2 separate regions of the Mus musculus genome follow, and region 2 is linked to region 1. A link is a contact called in public ChIA-PET data. All regions are on one chromosome and are shown on one strand. Each heading gives the region's core, a stretch centred on a gene start, on an enhancer-like site or on the middle of the called end of the contact. The rest is flanking DNA. Distances are from core to core; before and after follow the strand shown. Region 1 has its middle 30 kb from the start of Gm33897. Region 2 overlaps Gm46240.

What was found. ChIA-PET counts read pairs in DNA pulled down with a chosen protein or histone mark.
Region 2: an REV-ERBa ChIA-PET map of liver shows a contact between it and region 1, with 5 times the contacts expected there. The contact joins two enhancer-like sites. A contact is called at or near these places in 1 of 39 promoter capture datasets (liver), 1 of 15 datasets of contacts at CTCF or cohesin (the NIH/3T3 cell line), 13 of 484 Hi-C or Micro-C datasets (3T3-L1-derived adipocytes, liver and uterus) and 8 of 115 datasets of contacts at active chromatin or transcription factors (bone marrow-derived dendritic cells, fibro-adipogenic progenitors, hepatocytes and 3 more).

Annotation. Positions count from the first base shown.
Region 1 is chr10:96,682,705-96,689,766 of GRCm38.p6, reverse strand. No RefSeq gene overlaps it. Among named protein-coding and RNA genes, the nearest start is that of Gm33897, 30 kb to the left of the region's middle. Within about 2 kb of position 3,461, at least 109 of the 459 cell types and tissues checked have an H3K27ac peak or open chromatin away from gene starts, as enhancers often do. A contact at or near this core is called in 3T3-L1-derived adipocytes, hepatocytes, liver and 1 more, where this site is marked.
Region 2 is chr10:96,918,812-96,925,998 of GRCm38.p6, reverse strand. It overlaps Gm46240, which reads right to left. Exons shown (of 3, transcript XM_017314191.1): 3 at 5,808-6,569. The coding sequence ends at 6,199. Among named protein-coding and RNA genes, the nearest start is that of Gm46240, 21 kb to the right of the region's middle. Within about 2 kb of position 1,733, at least 26 of the 459 cell types and tissues checked have an H3K27ac peak or open chromatin away from gene starts, as enhancers often do. A contact at or near this core is called in 3T3-L1-derived adipocytes, hepatocytes, liver and 1 more, where this site is marked.

The sequences.
Region 1 (7,062 bases), core at 2,212-4,711:
ACATAGAAAACTACACATTCAGAAAGAACTCAGCTTTCACATGCTTCTTAGCCTGTACTGTATACAATTGTATACAAATAAAAAAAATGGATGCTCAGGCATAACTAAGAAAAATTTAACTGCCAAAATTATTTTAGAAAGCCATTTAGCAGTATACATGAAAAAAAAATTAGAGATTGCATGGTGTTTTCCAATCTGTAATTCCTCTCCCTGGCAACTCTCACAAATCAGTGGCATGGAAGGCATTTATAAAAGGACACTAATGTGAGACATTTATTTAATGAGAGGGGAGAGAGAGAGAGAGAGAGAGAGAGAGAGAGAAGAGGCGAGGCAATGTCAATTCATGGTAAATGTGGGAGCGGGTTATACTTCATCCTCACAGTGTATAATCAGAGCTGGGCTCAGCTGAGATAAAGGGCTGATTTTGAGGGGTTTCTGTTATGCTCACTTTTGAGTGATGAAAAAGAGAGACATGGAAAATGTATGTTACTCATAAAATAACCAGTAACAACCTTCCCCCATCTCTGTGTGTGGATGTACAACTGTGATTATAATATAAGCACGGGGGGAAATACAGAAGTCCATTTAAGGTTGCCAACTAGACCTACACACCTCAAGAGTGGGGGAGCTGAGCAAACGAAAAGGGGAAAGGTGGGGGGGAAGCCAAGCAAAGAGTTAAAGACCCACTTCTCCAAGTAACATAAACATATATGTATTTCTGCAAAATTACACACAGACACACACACACACACATATAGTCCAAAGCCAGCTCAAATCATGACCTTGGTATTAATAAAAATATCACCTATTTACTGAGCTCTCAGTATAGGCATGGCACATTCAAAAAATGATCCTTCTAGAATATTCTAAGAAAGCACATCTCCTCAAGACAGCCTACCAAGAAGCATAGTCACATTCCCATTTTCAACCAAAGGGCAGTCTAGGTGACTTCCCTACAGCTTCAGAGAACATCACTTGACACATTCAAATGAAAACAGAAATCTTGCTCACTTCTTTGGCCATCATGTTTGGTTTTCTTTGCTGTCTGCATCTGGAAGACAAATCTTAAGAAGACATGACAATCGTTAAACGTGTCAGTTATCCACTTGGTTTTTCATACATATGTATTTTGATCCCATTCACCCCTATTGCCTTGTCTTGGCACCTTCCATTCCTACTGAACCCTTTTCTCTTCTCCACCAGTGCCCCTTGTGCTTCACATGTCCTTTCTTCTTCTTAATGATCCTGTGAGTTTCATTAGAATGTCATTAGAGCAGGAATAAGGAGTCATTTGTAGGAATGTGAGCACCTTACCTGAGGTTACATCATTGAACAAGTTGTCTCTCCCTTTCTGGTAATGGTTAATCTTAATTAATTGTCAACGTGATTCTACTGATAAACACCTAGGATTGAAAGAAAGCACTACAGTGGGGTGTCCGTGTTGACAATCAGATTCTGAACTGATGATAGGGTTAGCCCTTGATGGCTTCATAACAGGATGGCTTCCACTGGGAGATGGAAACCTGCTTGGAAACAGTAGTTCTCCCTCTGTCTCTGTCTCTGACTGTCTCTATTTGTCTCTCTGTGTGTATCTGTTCTGTCTGTGTCTGTCTTTATCTCTCTATCTCTCTCTGTCTCTCTCTGTCTGTCTCTTTCTGTCTCTGTCTCTCTCTCTGCCAACCTCGATCACATGCTCTCCCCCCACCCCCATTCCGCCCAAGTACCAGGCTAAGCAATCCCAATCTGACCCTCTGTATTTACACCAAACATTTCCTTATGACGTGGCATGTGATGCATAGATAGATGTCCTACATAAACCATATTATCCAACCAGTCAACATGGGTGCGAGTCATCTAAGTCAAGGGTAATTGTCTTCAAAGCAGCCTATCACCCATTTGCTCAATAAGAAATCACTGAACCCCTCCTGTTCTGTGCTAGGAGCTGGGGATTTGTGGGTAGCCATGGCAACGTCTTAATAGGTGATAGATTGGAGTGAGCTGATCATTCACATTGTAGCAGTGTATTTTTGATTTTATATTCTAAAATTTAGATGGGGCTGACCTATTTTAACAAGACCATAGGGGGAGATTCTGAGCCTGCCAAAAACCAGGGGTACTTTCCAGGGTCCCAGCAAGTCTCTCTGATCCAACAGAGGAAGGGAGTAATAAATGAAAGGACCCGAAAGCATCCTTCCCACAACCAGCACATGGCAAAGCAAATTTTTTCTCATTAGTGTTTGAGGTAGATGTTATGGGTAACTTGCTTCTCTTCTGTCTTCATACTTAACTGGAACATTCTTTGATTGCCAACATCTATAAAGAAATACCATGCACAGAGTGTTTTATGTTCCAACACCATGAACCACCACTGCCCCTGGCCACCCATCCCCGCCCCAAAGATTTCTCTTCATCCTCTTCCAAAACCCCACTATATGGCTCTCCCTTAGAAGGTCAAGATGGTTGAAATAGAGGCAGTGATTGAGGTGAGGTTGTAGCCAGTCACTGACAGGCTTATTAAGTAAACATCATTGAGAAAACGCAGAGCATCGTCCACTGCTGTGAGTTTGGATTCGGAATCTGTAAATATACAAAGGGAAAAAGAGCTTTGGTGTCTCACAGCGCTTTCTGTCCAGGAGCCAAGAAGTTCAGTTGCACATGTGTGTTTTTGCAGACTCCTGGCTTGCACTCCTCTTCCTTATTCTGGCTGCCCCCTGCACCACTCTTGGCAAGCCTCACTCTGGAGAGGTCTGAAAAAGTTTCCATCCAAGCGATTCCTTTAGTTAATCATTAGCAGCTCTGGTAAAAAACTGTTGGTGAGCCAGTTGGAAAAAACTAACTGGGGGGGGGGGGAAATCTCAGAGTTCATTCATTTGAGACACTTCAGGAATCTTATCCTGGTATACTGAGCTATGGGTGGGCACCAGTGAGACACTACACTAAGAAATGATATCTAATCATGTCTCTGTATCTAATATAGGCTGCATGACATTGGTCAAGGGAGAGAAAGGTCATTGGTAAATAAATACACAGGTTAGAAACACTTCATCTTAACAGACAATTTAGGTGTTTTTATCTCCCATTCTACAATGTTAGATTTGAAACCAAAAGCTGTTCAACTTTGCCCGTATTAGAGCATCTTTACTTAAGTAAACAAGGAGTGTCAACTTGTTGCTCTCTGCAAAGCTTTTCTCAATCTGTTAGCTTGTGAATCATGTAACCCAGCAAGAAGCAAACAACCTCTCTTGCAGTTTCCACACAACTTTTCCCTTCTTGGCCGGGATTTCACAGCAAACTTTGGGTACACATAAACAAAGCTGTCTTCTGCACATAAAGATGACAGAGCTGTTGTTCACTCATTAGCTGTCAATATAACATGGCTTTCACTCCCCCGTGGCCGTGGCCGTGGCCTCACCCTTGTTTAGATTGCTCAGTTCCTTCAGTTTAGAGGACATTAAAAAGCAGAACTGGCCTGGCTGTTTTACGTTGATGGTGAACTTTATGCCTTGGTTGTGTTGCAACCCCAGAGTTTACTCAATTCCACCTGGCAATTCAGTTCTTTGAGATAAAGGAGGTTTCTCTGGGGGAAGCCAATAACAGTTTCTCTTTTGGGTCTCTTGTTGGCAGACAGCTGGTGGCACATTTAATACAGTCATATGACTAAGTGTGTGTGTGTGTGTGTGTGTGTGTGTGTGTGTGTGTGAAACTTTTTAACAGTTAAAAACAAAACTAGTGGAACCCAAAGGAAGCTATTGCCATGTCAGAGAACCTAGAGCATCATCTTGTTCGAAACTTTGTAAGGATGTCTTTTAGAAAAATCATCTCTTGGGGTGTAGGGGAGGCGGGGCAGGGCAGGGAATGTACGTGTGCGTGCGCGCGCGCGTGTGTGTGTGTGTGTGTGTGTGTGTGTGTGTACGTGCACTCACCTGCAGGTTTTGGAACTGTCATAAAGAATCCTGAAATACCCAATGAAAACTCCAAGCACCTCCTATGTTCTCACTCTCCCAAGCACTGTTGGATTTGAATCAATTTCTCATGACTGAAGTGAGAGTTGCATTTGTAGATCTTTTTTGCAAGTCCCGCATGTAGCTGTACACTTTTAGAAAACTACACTGAAAATGACAAACTTAGTAATAACTACACATGGAAACAGTGAGTGCAAGGTACGTAAAGAAAATTGGCAAAGGACCCATCAATAGGAATTCCAAGAAAGGAAAACTTCACGCTGTGACCTAACCAAACAGAAACTGTCTTCATATACACATCTGAGTACAGGAAAGAAAGAAAGAAAGAAAGAAAGAAAGAAAGAAAGAAAGAAAGAAAGAAAGAAAGAAAGAAAACTAATGACCTTTTCTAGCTCCAACCTAAAATATGTTGATAACCTTAACTTTACAAGTTGTGGAATTAGTTTTGCTTAGATAAACCACCCATGCAAGTGATTAGCTGATGATGAGGTCACTACAGCAAATCCCAGCCCTCTTACATGGAGCTTGGGAAGTCGGTGATGAGGATCATTCACATACGCAGAAAGGATCCCAAGTAAATATGAAGGTAGACATCGGAAGGACAGGTCTGAGAAACAAAGAAACCCAAAAATTGACATCAAACCACTAGAAGCCAGAAGGGACTCTCTGATTCTCATAGGGTTTAGGAAGAATCACTCTGCAGCCTTGACGGTTGAGCTAACCTTGGATAGATGCTCTCCAGCCCATGATGGACTTCTGTTGTTTCAGTTGACAAGTTTATGGTATTTTGCTAGAGCAGCCCCAGGAGACTTGGTATAGTTTGTAGATCCTCAGCCCAGGGAGTGGTACTTTTAGAAGGTAAGGCCCTATTGGAATAGTTGTAGCCTAGGAGTAGATATGTCACTGTGGGTCTGGGCTTCATGACCCTCATCCTAGCTGCCTAGAAGCCAGTATTTTGCTAGCAGCCTTCAGATGAAGATGTAGAACTCTCAGCTCCTCCTGTACCATGCCTGCCTGGATACTATGTTCCCACCTTGATCATAACAGATTGAACCTCTGACCCTGTAAGCCACCCCCAATTAAATGTTGTCCTTATAAGAGTTGTCTTGGTCATGGTGTCTGTTCATAGCAGTAAAACCCTAAGACAAGACTGATACACATAGTTCTCCTCAAGGTCATCTCCTGGGCACACCTTTTGTTTCTCTCGCTCCTTACTCATATAGCACCTGTAAAGCAAGGAAGAGAAACATTCGAGTAGGGCCCGAGGTTCCCTCAGATTTCTGTGTCTATAATCCTGACTTTTCTAATTTTAGAGAAACAGCCTTAAGAACTTTCCAACATTTAAAAAAAAAAGTGGCTGATTCTTCCTGTTGGCCTAAGAGAAAATAAAAAATAAAAAAAAAACTTTTAATTTAATTTAAAAAACAAGCAAACAAAAACTGTTAACTTGATCTGGGAACTGAGTTCAAGGGCTTGAGTTGAAACTCCACCTAGACAGCCCATAGCATCTGGAGAAGCAGATTTTACCTCCAATGGATCCTTCAGTTCAAAGCCAACATCAAATATCCTAATTATATCCTGATCCTCTGCTGGCAGTAGATACTTTCAGAACGCAGCACTGACCTTTGTGTGTTTGGTTTTTTGGTCTTGTTTTTTATTCACTCCTTTATTCTTTGACACTTTCAAATGTGTATATAATGTGTTTTTGTCCATTGCTCCCATCATTCTCTCATCCATCTCCCACTGAGACCCTTCCTCATCCTAAAAATAAAAGGGCTCCCTCCACCTCCACCTGTGGTCCCCCGCTTCACCTCTCCATCCCCCACCTCCCTCTCCCCCTCCCCTTAACCTCCATATCCCCCTCCCCCTTCCCCCACATATCCCTCTCCCTCTACCTCTATCTCCTCCTGTCCCTCCCCCCTCCCCTTCCACCTTCCTCTCCCCCTCCTCCCTGTCACACAGTTACCATGCTTTTGGGGGTTAGGTTTTGTGTGGCCCAAGGAGTTTAATTAGGGTTGTTTGGACAAACATGGATGCAAGGCTATTTACGGGTCTTTGGGAAACTTTCCAGTTGTCTATACGACTGAAGATAATGATACCTATCTTCCAACCCCACCAACCAAGAATTGCCAATATTTCCTTTGAAAGGGACAGAGCCTCGTGAGCCCCTTCCCCACATATGATGGAGTGGAGCCCAGTCTTGAGCAGGCATTTTGCAGGTTACCACACCCCAGCACAGTCTTTAAACAGCTGGCTTAGCCCAGTTTAATGGCTTTGTTTTACCTCTGTGACTTCCTCTTGGAGAAGAGTGAATGGTTTAGGTGCCTGGAAGTACCTGAAATGAGATTGGAGCTATCAATTACCTACAAGGATGGAGGACAGACATTCAGAGATGCATTTCTGTGTAATTTTTCCAAAGATGCATGAACTGTCTAAGGACATCTCTGTTCACCCCCAATAAAAGTACAACCACACAAATGAATGAGACCACTCAAATCCAACCAGCAGTGGAATCAGGGACCTGATGCTTGAAGACTCGCAGGCAGCTGAGTGATCCTAAAGCCACCTCAACATGGTTGACAACTCACAAGAGCGACATTTCTAGAGCTTTCCTACAGGCAACCCCATCGGTGAGTGGAATCACTGTTTACTGCTTTATACATACTTGGGAAGGGGCAGGGTTAATCCTGTTTCCTATTGAATTCCTTGAGTCTTGACAACCTCACGAACTCCATGAGATTCATGCATTTCCTTAACTTCCCAAGTCTTATAAGCCTCTCTCTTCTTCCCAGAAGGGACTTTTTGATTCTGAGGAAACAGCTACACAGAAATACATCTTAGCATTCATTAATTTAGGAATGGGACAGGGTGAAAGAAAGCAGCTTCGAATTAAGGGACAGTAGTGCCTGCTGGGAGTTCTGGGCAAGGACTTTATCCCTTGAAATCATGGATGACTAGAATGCTTTTGAGTCCAGGTCATGGGAGAAAAGGAAGCTGAGCCTGAAATTGGCAGCTTCCGCCGATATGATATATAAAAGAGGAATGGATTTCATTATTAAACAAATGACAATTTATTTTCCTATCTCTTGCTCAATTTCCT
Region 2 (7,187 bases), core at 484-2,983, 240 kb before region 1:
TCCAGGGACCAGTTGCTGAGAGCTGGTGCTTCTCATAACAGGCTGGGCCCTTCCTTATAAGTCAACAGCTGGGAAAATGTCCACCACAGACATGCTCACAGGCCAGTCTGATCACGGCAAAGTTTCGATTGAAAATTCCCCTTCTCTGGGGAATCCAGGTTGTGTGTAGTTGACAGAAAACAAACAAACAAACAAAAAAACAACTAACCAGGACCAGGACATAAGGAAACATTACTGAGACCCAATGACAACACAATGACACAAAATTTATTACATGCTCATCCCATGATGCTACCTGTATCTATCATGGGTATTATATTGACCTATGTGAACCTGTTGAATTGTGCATGTTTGGCATTTTTCTTTTTCGATTTTACATGTATTCGAATGGGAAAGATAGAGGAAAGCCTCAGATATTACACCTCAGAAGCTGTCTACTTTATGAGACAGTCTCTCACTGACCGGGGACTGACTGACTAGGTTAGGTAGACTAGCTTATGAGGCACAGGCATCTGCCTGTCTCCACCGCTCTGGGCTTCTTCATATGGATTCTTCTTAGGTCTCTATGTTTGTACTGTAGGCAACTTACCCACTGAGCCATCTCCCCAGCTCTTTGCAGACTTCTTAAGAGATTTCATTTTCTTTCCTTTCCATGGCTAACAGAGAGCCCAACTCAAAACTCTCTGATTTGTGTTCATAAATAATTACGAATGAATTACGGTGCATCAACCTTTCTTGGATAGTCAACAAGTACCAATTCCTTCACATTACCACCACTTTACATGTTAAAATTTCAATGTAATTCCTGCCCTTGTGTCATGCTTTCAAATGACTGATGTGGAGCTGGCATAGTGATTGATCTCAGTCTTTTGTCATAAGAATAACAGCTTCCAGGGCAAGAGAAAAAAAATTTCAAACTTGTTCTTCCAGTGGGGAGTGGTGAAGTAAAGGGCAGAGTTAATGCCAGCAAAGGTCCCGTCGTGTTTGGCATGCCCGATGTTTGCTGTACTTTCTGTCCTGTGTGCTGGAGCTTCTGTTTAACTGAGCTGAGGATTAAAGTATTGAACAAGCAAAGAATTGCTCAACTTTCCTGAGTGGGTGTGTCTCATTCAGTATTTGACAGAAAACCTGTCATTTGAGTATGATATATATTTGCTGGGGTAAACCTGGATAGCTCAGGCTCAAAGGTCTTTTCTGCTCACCTGCAGTGGTAAACCCAATGTCTGCCTTACCTTCAGGCACCGAAGCCTGAAACACATTAAATTTCCATCTCCCCCCACCCCCACCCCCGGCCATTTGGATTTGAACAGTCTCTAAAACAGTCCAGTAAACAAGCAGACAAGACTCCACTTGAGTCTGCTTTATAACCTAAAGCTAAAGCGTTTGTGGAATCACAGACCAGGCTGGGGCATGTCAACTCTGCATTGAAAATCAAAGAATTGCAATTTAAAGGTAGAGGGGCAGGGTGGGGCGGGGCAGGGCTGAGCTGTTAAATCAAAATGGATACAGCTGGGTTTGCTTTTCAACATGTCTAGATGTGAGAAGGAGGTCAGAAAAGAGATGGGTGTGCTCTGCAGTTGATCTGTGACAGAGCAGTATGGCAACAGGCCTATGTAAATTAAACAACTTAGCCAATATGGAAAACACATTTTCAGCAAGTAAATAATGCCATTTAAGGGGTCTGATTGCTAAAGCAGCCTCATTGCTTAATGGGAGGACAGTCATTCATTCAACAAATATTTACTGCCTAGCTCTGAGAGACTGGCAAGGCTGAACATTGGTAAGCAATCACTTCTGCCCTGAAGTTTGAATGTTTTTTTTGTGATGAGATTTTAAAATATTATGGAGATTTTGTTTTTCTTTCTTTGAGATAGGGCCTTACATTTCCCATCCTGGCATCAAACTCAAGCTTGTTTTTAAGCAGAAGATGATCTCGAATCTCAGCATTCCCTGCCCACTTACCCACTTCTGAGTCTGGAGACATCAGGCAGTGTCCTGAGACACATCTGGTTTATGAGATCCTGGGCATCCAACCTATGTGCCGAGGAAGCAACTGAGCAATATCTTCTGCATGAAATAGGTCATTTTCAGAAAATCAATCAATTTGTATGAAAGACCCAAAGATAGGAAAACTGCTTTTCTGTCAACACAGATGTTTGAGCAAAGCATATAAACATATTCCTAGTCTAACCTGTATCTGCGGGAATCACTCCATCCCAATACATCTGTATACAAGGATATATATGGAAGATAACACTTTTGGAGCCTCAGTTGAATGTGCTGAGTTTTGTCAGTGATCAAAGGAGACCACACTGTCTGAATTATATTCATGAAGAACACAACTACTTTATGGAAATAGGGTTTCAGGCTTCAAGTCTTAAATTTTAAACTGTTTGAATCAAGATGTATAAAGTTATGTGAAGTAAATGACAGACACCCCCCCCCCAATTTAGGCAGCTATGGATGCCATCAAAATGGCAGAATGTAGAATGCAGTAACTGCATTCTAACAGGATGAAAACAGGAGAAAAATCATCATGGAGGTGTGGCATAAAGTCACCAGAGACAAAGTGACCATCATGGACAAGGTCCAAGCTTAACAGGATGGAAGTTGGTGGACACATTAGCAGACCCCACTCCTTTGGGCGGAGAGATTCATACATTATATTACTGAAATGTCAACTGTCACCCATGAGAAGGAATATTTCTGTCTATCCTTTTCAGTTAGTATAGACTTAAGAGTTGTCTACCATATCACTCTATACTGTGTCAATGAGCATCAATCGTTGGCAGTAGACTACAAACTCTCCATACAAAATTATTTGTTCAAGTTCTCGTTTTCATAGATCATGAGCATGCACAGATTCCATGCACCTTCTGTCACACTTACTTTAATTAATTATGCATCCATTTTTTTCACGAGTATTTATGAGGCCAGTTCCGTGCCAATTATTTGGTGATGTCACTGGTAACATTTTGCAAAGATCTGGGTTCCTTCCCATCGTGGTTTGAATATAGTTGTCCCTGGGGATGGCACTATAAGGAGGTGTGGCCTTGTTAGAAGAAGAGTGTCTCTGTACAGGGTGGGCTTTGAGACTGTCCTCCTAACTGCCTGGAAGACAGTCGTCTTCTGGATGCAGATGGATCAAGATGTAGAACTCTCGGCTCCTCCAGCACCAAGCTTGCCTGGATGCTGCCATGCTTCTAGCCTTCATGATAAAGCACTGAACCTCTGAACCTGTAAGCCAGCCCCAATTAAATGTTGTCCTTTATAATAGTCGCTTTGGTCATGGAGTCTCTTCACAGGAATAGAAACCCTAAGACACTCCTCAATTTGTCTTCCTATAAGTTTGATGTCATCCTGCCTTTTTATTTTTATTCCCTTGGGTTTATGGACTTTCCAAGATGTTGAAATCCCACCTGGGGTTATTCTGAGATGAAATCCTGGGGAGATAATTCCTATTCATTGTGATCATGAATGGAGGGTGAATAGAAGTCGGTGCCCTAAGAGGATCGTGGGAGAGCTTGCCTACCCTTTGAGCTCGTACCCATGTGTGAACACAGAAAGAAGCCACCCATCTGACACAGAGGAGGGCCTGCACTGGAGGCCAACCACAATCATGCTGGCCCTGTAATCTTAGACTTCCAGCCTCTAGAACTGTCAAGTATGTATTTATAGGTTTTGTAAGCTCCAACAACCATAGCATTTTCTTATAGGAGACTGAGCTAAGAATCTTACTTTTTAATACTACTATGTTATTATGTATAGCATATACTTAAGCAATATTTTTGTGCTGAGCTGTTTCTGTATTTTTTTAAGGGGGGCTATTATGTTCTATCTAACTTCTGAGATTTTTCTTGATTCTCAATTATAGCTGTGATTCACTTATATTATATGGAGTTATGGCTTATTCATTTTCATTCCTGTATAATGTTACATTTATGAATGATTTTTTTGTTCCCTCATCTTGTGATACATATTTGCATTTAGAATTATGTACATATGTATGTGTGTTTATATGTGTGCAAATGCAGGTGTCTCTTTGAATGTGAGTGCAGATAAATGCACCCAGGTGTGGAAGCAAGAGATCAGTCTCAGGCACCATTCTTTGGGTACCAAACTACCTTGTTTTTGTTTTACTTGGCTTGGTGGGAGTGGGAGAGAGAAGGGGAGAGGAAGAGAACAAAAGAGGGAAGTGAGAGAGAGAGGGAGAGAGAAGGAGGGAATGAGGGAGGGAGAGAGGGGAAGAGAGAGGGAAGGAGGGAGGGAGAGAGGAAGACAGGGAGAAAGGGAGGTAAGAAAGGAGGGAGGGAGAGAAAGAGAATGAGAGAGAAAAAGATTTGGCTGGAACTCACCTACTAGGTTAAGCGATCTAAGTAAGCCCCATAACCCCCCCCCCCCCCCCCCCGTTGCTGGAGTTACAAGCATGTGCAACCACACCCAACAATTTTATGTGGATTTTGAGAGATTAAGCTCAAATCTTTGTGCCTGTGAAACAAGTATTTTGCCAACTGAGCCTTCTCCCAAGTCCTAGTTATTTGCCATTTGTAATGATTTTTTTTTAAATGTATTCATGTAATGGGGCCGGTTGGAGTGAGTGGGTGTGTTGAGTGGAGAGATAACACCCACTGCACAACACATGTGGAGCTTAGAGGACAATTTATCAGGAGCCAATTCTTTCCTCCCATCTGTCTCAAAGCAAGGTCTCTTTTATATCTGCTAGTGTTAACTTGCCTTCCAGCTTCTGACTTTACCTCCAGTCAGTCTTCCAGTAGAAATGCTTGGGTTATAGATATTACAGGAGCTTATAGATTTTGACATGGGTTTGAGGGGTGGAAATCAGGTCCTGAAAGCTTACAAAGTAAATGTTTTTATCCTCTAAATCGATTTCACCCACCCTGTAGAGATTTTTTTGTCTTTCCGAAATTATTAGCAATATTACTATAAACATGTTATATATGACTTTCAGCACAGATAAGCAAGTATGCCGTGTAAATTTATATCTAGAAAATAAGTTTGTATATCCTAAGGTATACAAGTGTTAATTTTTTACAAGAAAACTTTAAATTATTTTCCAAGGCAGAAAAATAATTTCATTCTCGTGCCACCAGTGTAGGAGGTATTATTGATCCACCTCTCTCCAACAACTAGAATTATCAAACTTCCTCTAATTGCTCCAACAAATGCATACTAAATGACATCTTCTCATGGTCATGATTGATAGTAACTGGAGAGTTAATGAAGTTGGCGGTTTCTTCACCTGCTTGTTGTCTAATGACTTTCCAGTGCATTTATTAGACAACTAGACTATACAGCCTAATAGTGAGGAATTGATTTTGGGCAGGAGACATACATTCTCTAACTTGCTCTCTAGAATGTTAGCATTTTCTGTGTTATGGATACTGCACTCCTAGTGCTTGATCCATAGCTATGTATTTGCCTCTGCTGTGTACTCTAGACATCCCAGAGTGAGCAATGAATGGTTGATTCTCAAAGACTAGCAGTGTTTTATGAATATTAGTGATCTTTTAACTTACCTGAAGAGATCATTCCAGCTTGTTGGAGATAGAGCTTTACTTCAAAAAGCAAAACTCTTTATTTGCAACTAACTTACACTAGAATTTGCTCTCTGGATGATAACAATACCTTTCTATGTTTAACATATCTTTGAGGATGAAGTGTACAGATCAGCACTAGAGAGCATGCAAAAACAGGCTTTTATTTCTCCCATAATCCATCATTTAATTCTTGAAGGACATAACTTGTAAAAGCAGCTAAAGGCTCTGTTAGAAGCCGAAGACCATCGTTTCTCCTAACACGTGTAAGGGGGAGCAGAGAAGATATGTGATTCGTCGTCCCACATGCTTTGTGACTAAAGCAATCATGACTCTTCACTCTGTCCAAATTGGTTGTGAGGAATGGTCTGATGGGGATGTTGCCATCCTCTGGGTATCAAAAAACCAAAAGGATCCCAACTTTGATAGATATTAGAATGGATAAAATAGAAAGGGGAATGTAATGTTCAAAAGCCAGGCGCACAGAGGAGCAAGTTGTCTCTGGCTTTAATTTGAGTGATTCTATCACATCTCTCAGAGGCCAATTGTGAGGAGCAGGTGCGGCCGCCGCCCCAAGATGGCGCCTAGGACAGCTGCCAGGTCTTATGACCTGCACCTGACTCCCTCATTACCTCAGACTTAGTCACATCCCAGCCACCTGCACTGCGCAGATGCCATGCCTCATCAGCTTGCCTGAGGTGTCGTCACTTGCTGTGAACCAATTGACTGCTATTACGTGACTGGGGTGATTGGGAGGAGTCAGTAGGGTATTTAAGGTGCCCTGGGGTTGTTCGGGGGATTCCCGTTCCTGCATTGCAATGTGAAGTGTTCCTGAATAAACCTGCTTGAAGAAGGACAACATGGTGTTGCATCTTTCCTGCTGGTTGGGGTGGATGTGACAAGTGGTGGAACCCGTACAAGACTTCTGCTTTGTGAGAGCGCTGCGGGTCCAGAACTTCAAGAGGTCAGGGTAGCTGGCTGGGAAGCTCCCAGGTAAGTTGGCCGATTCAAGTTCTCGGTTAGAAAAAATAAGATTTCCAGTTAGGGACGATTAAGATAAAACAGTTATGGGTAACACAACATCAGGGCAGTCCGTTCACCAGGCATTAAAGGATTTGTTGAAAGTGAAAGGAATCAGGCTGAAAAAGGAGACGTTAGAAAACTTTCTAAAGGTTGTTGATCAGGTGGCTCCATGGTTCCCTGTGTCAGGGCATCTTACAGGGCCTAGTTGGGAAAAATTAGGGAAGGATCTGAAGTTTGCCGAGGAGCAAGGGGTTCTTCATCGAGGGGGTGCAGTTGGTCGAATCTGATTTTAAAGGGCCACTGCCACCTAATACTGTAGGATTCCTCCTGGGCCATAGCTCCGTGACCCTTCAAGGGCTGGTTGTACACCCTGTAGTGATAGATTCAGATTATACTGGACAGGTCAAAATTATGGTTTCCACACCACGGGGAATTGTTGCCATTTCCCCTGGCGATCGTATTGCACAGCTCCTCTTATTGCCAAGTTGTCATTCCAATTTTCCAGCTAATGATAAAGAAAGAGGGAATAGAGGTTTGGTTCTACGGGAGTCACTTCAATTTACTACTCCATGGACCTTGATGAGAGACCTCTACTTGTATTGCATGTAG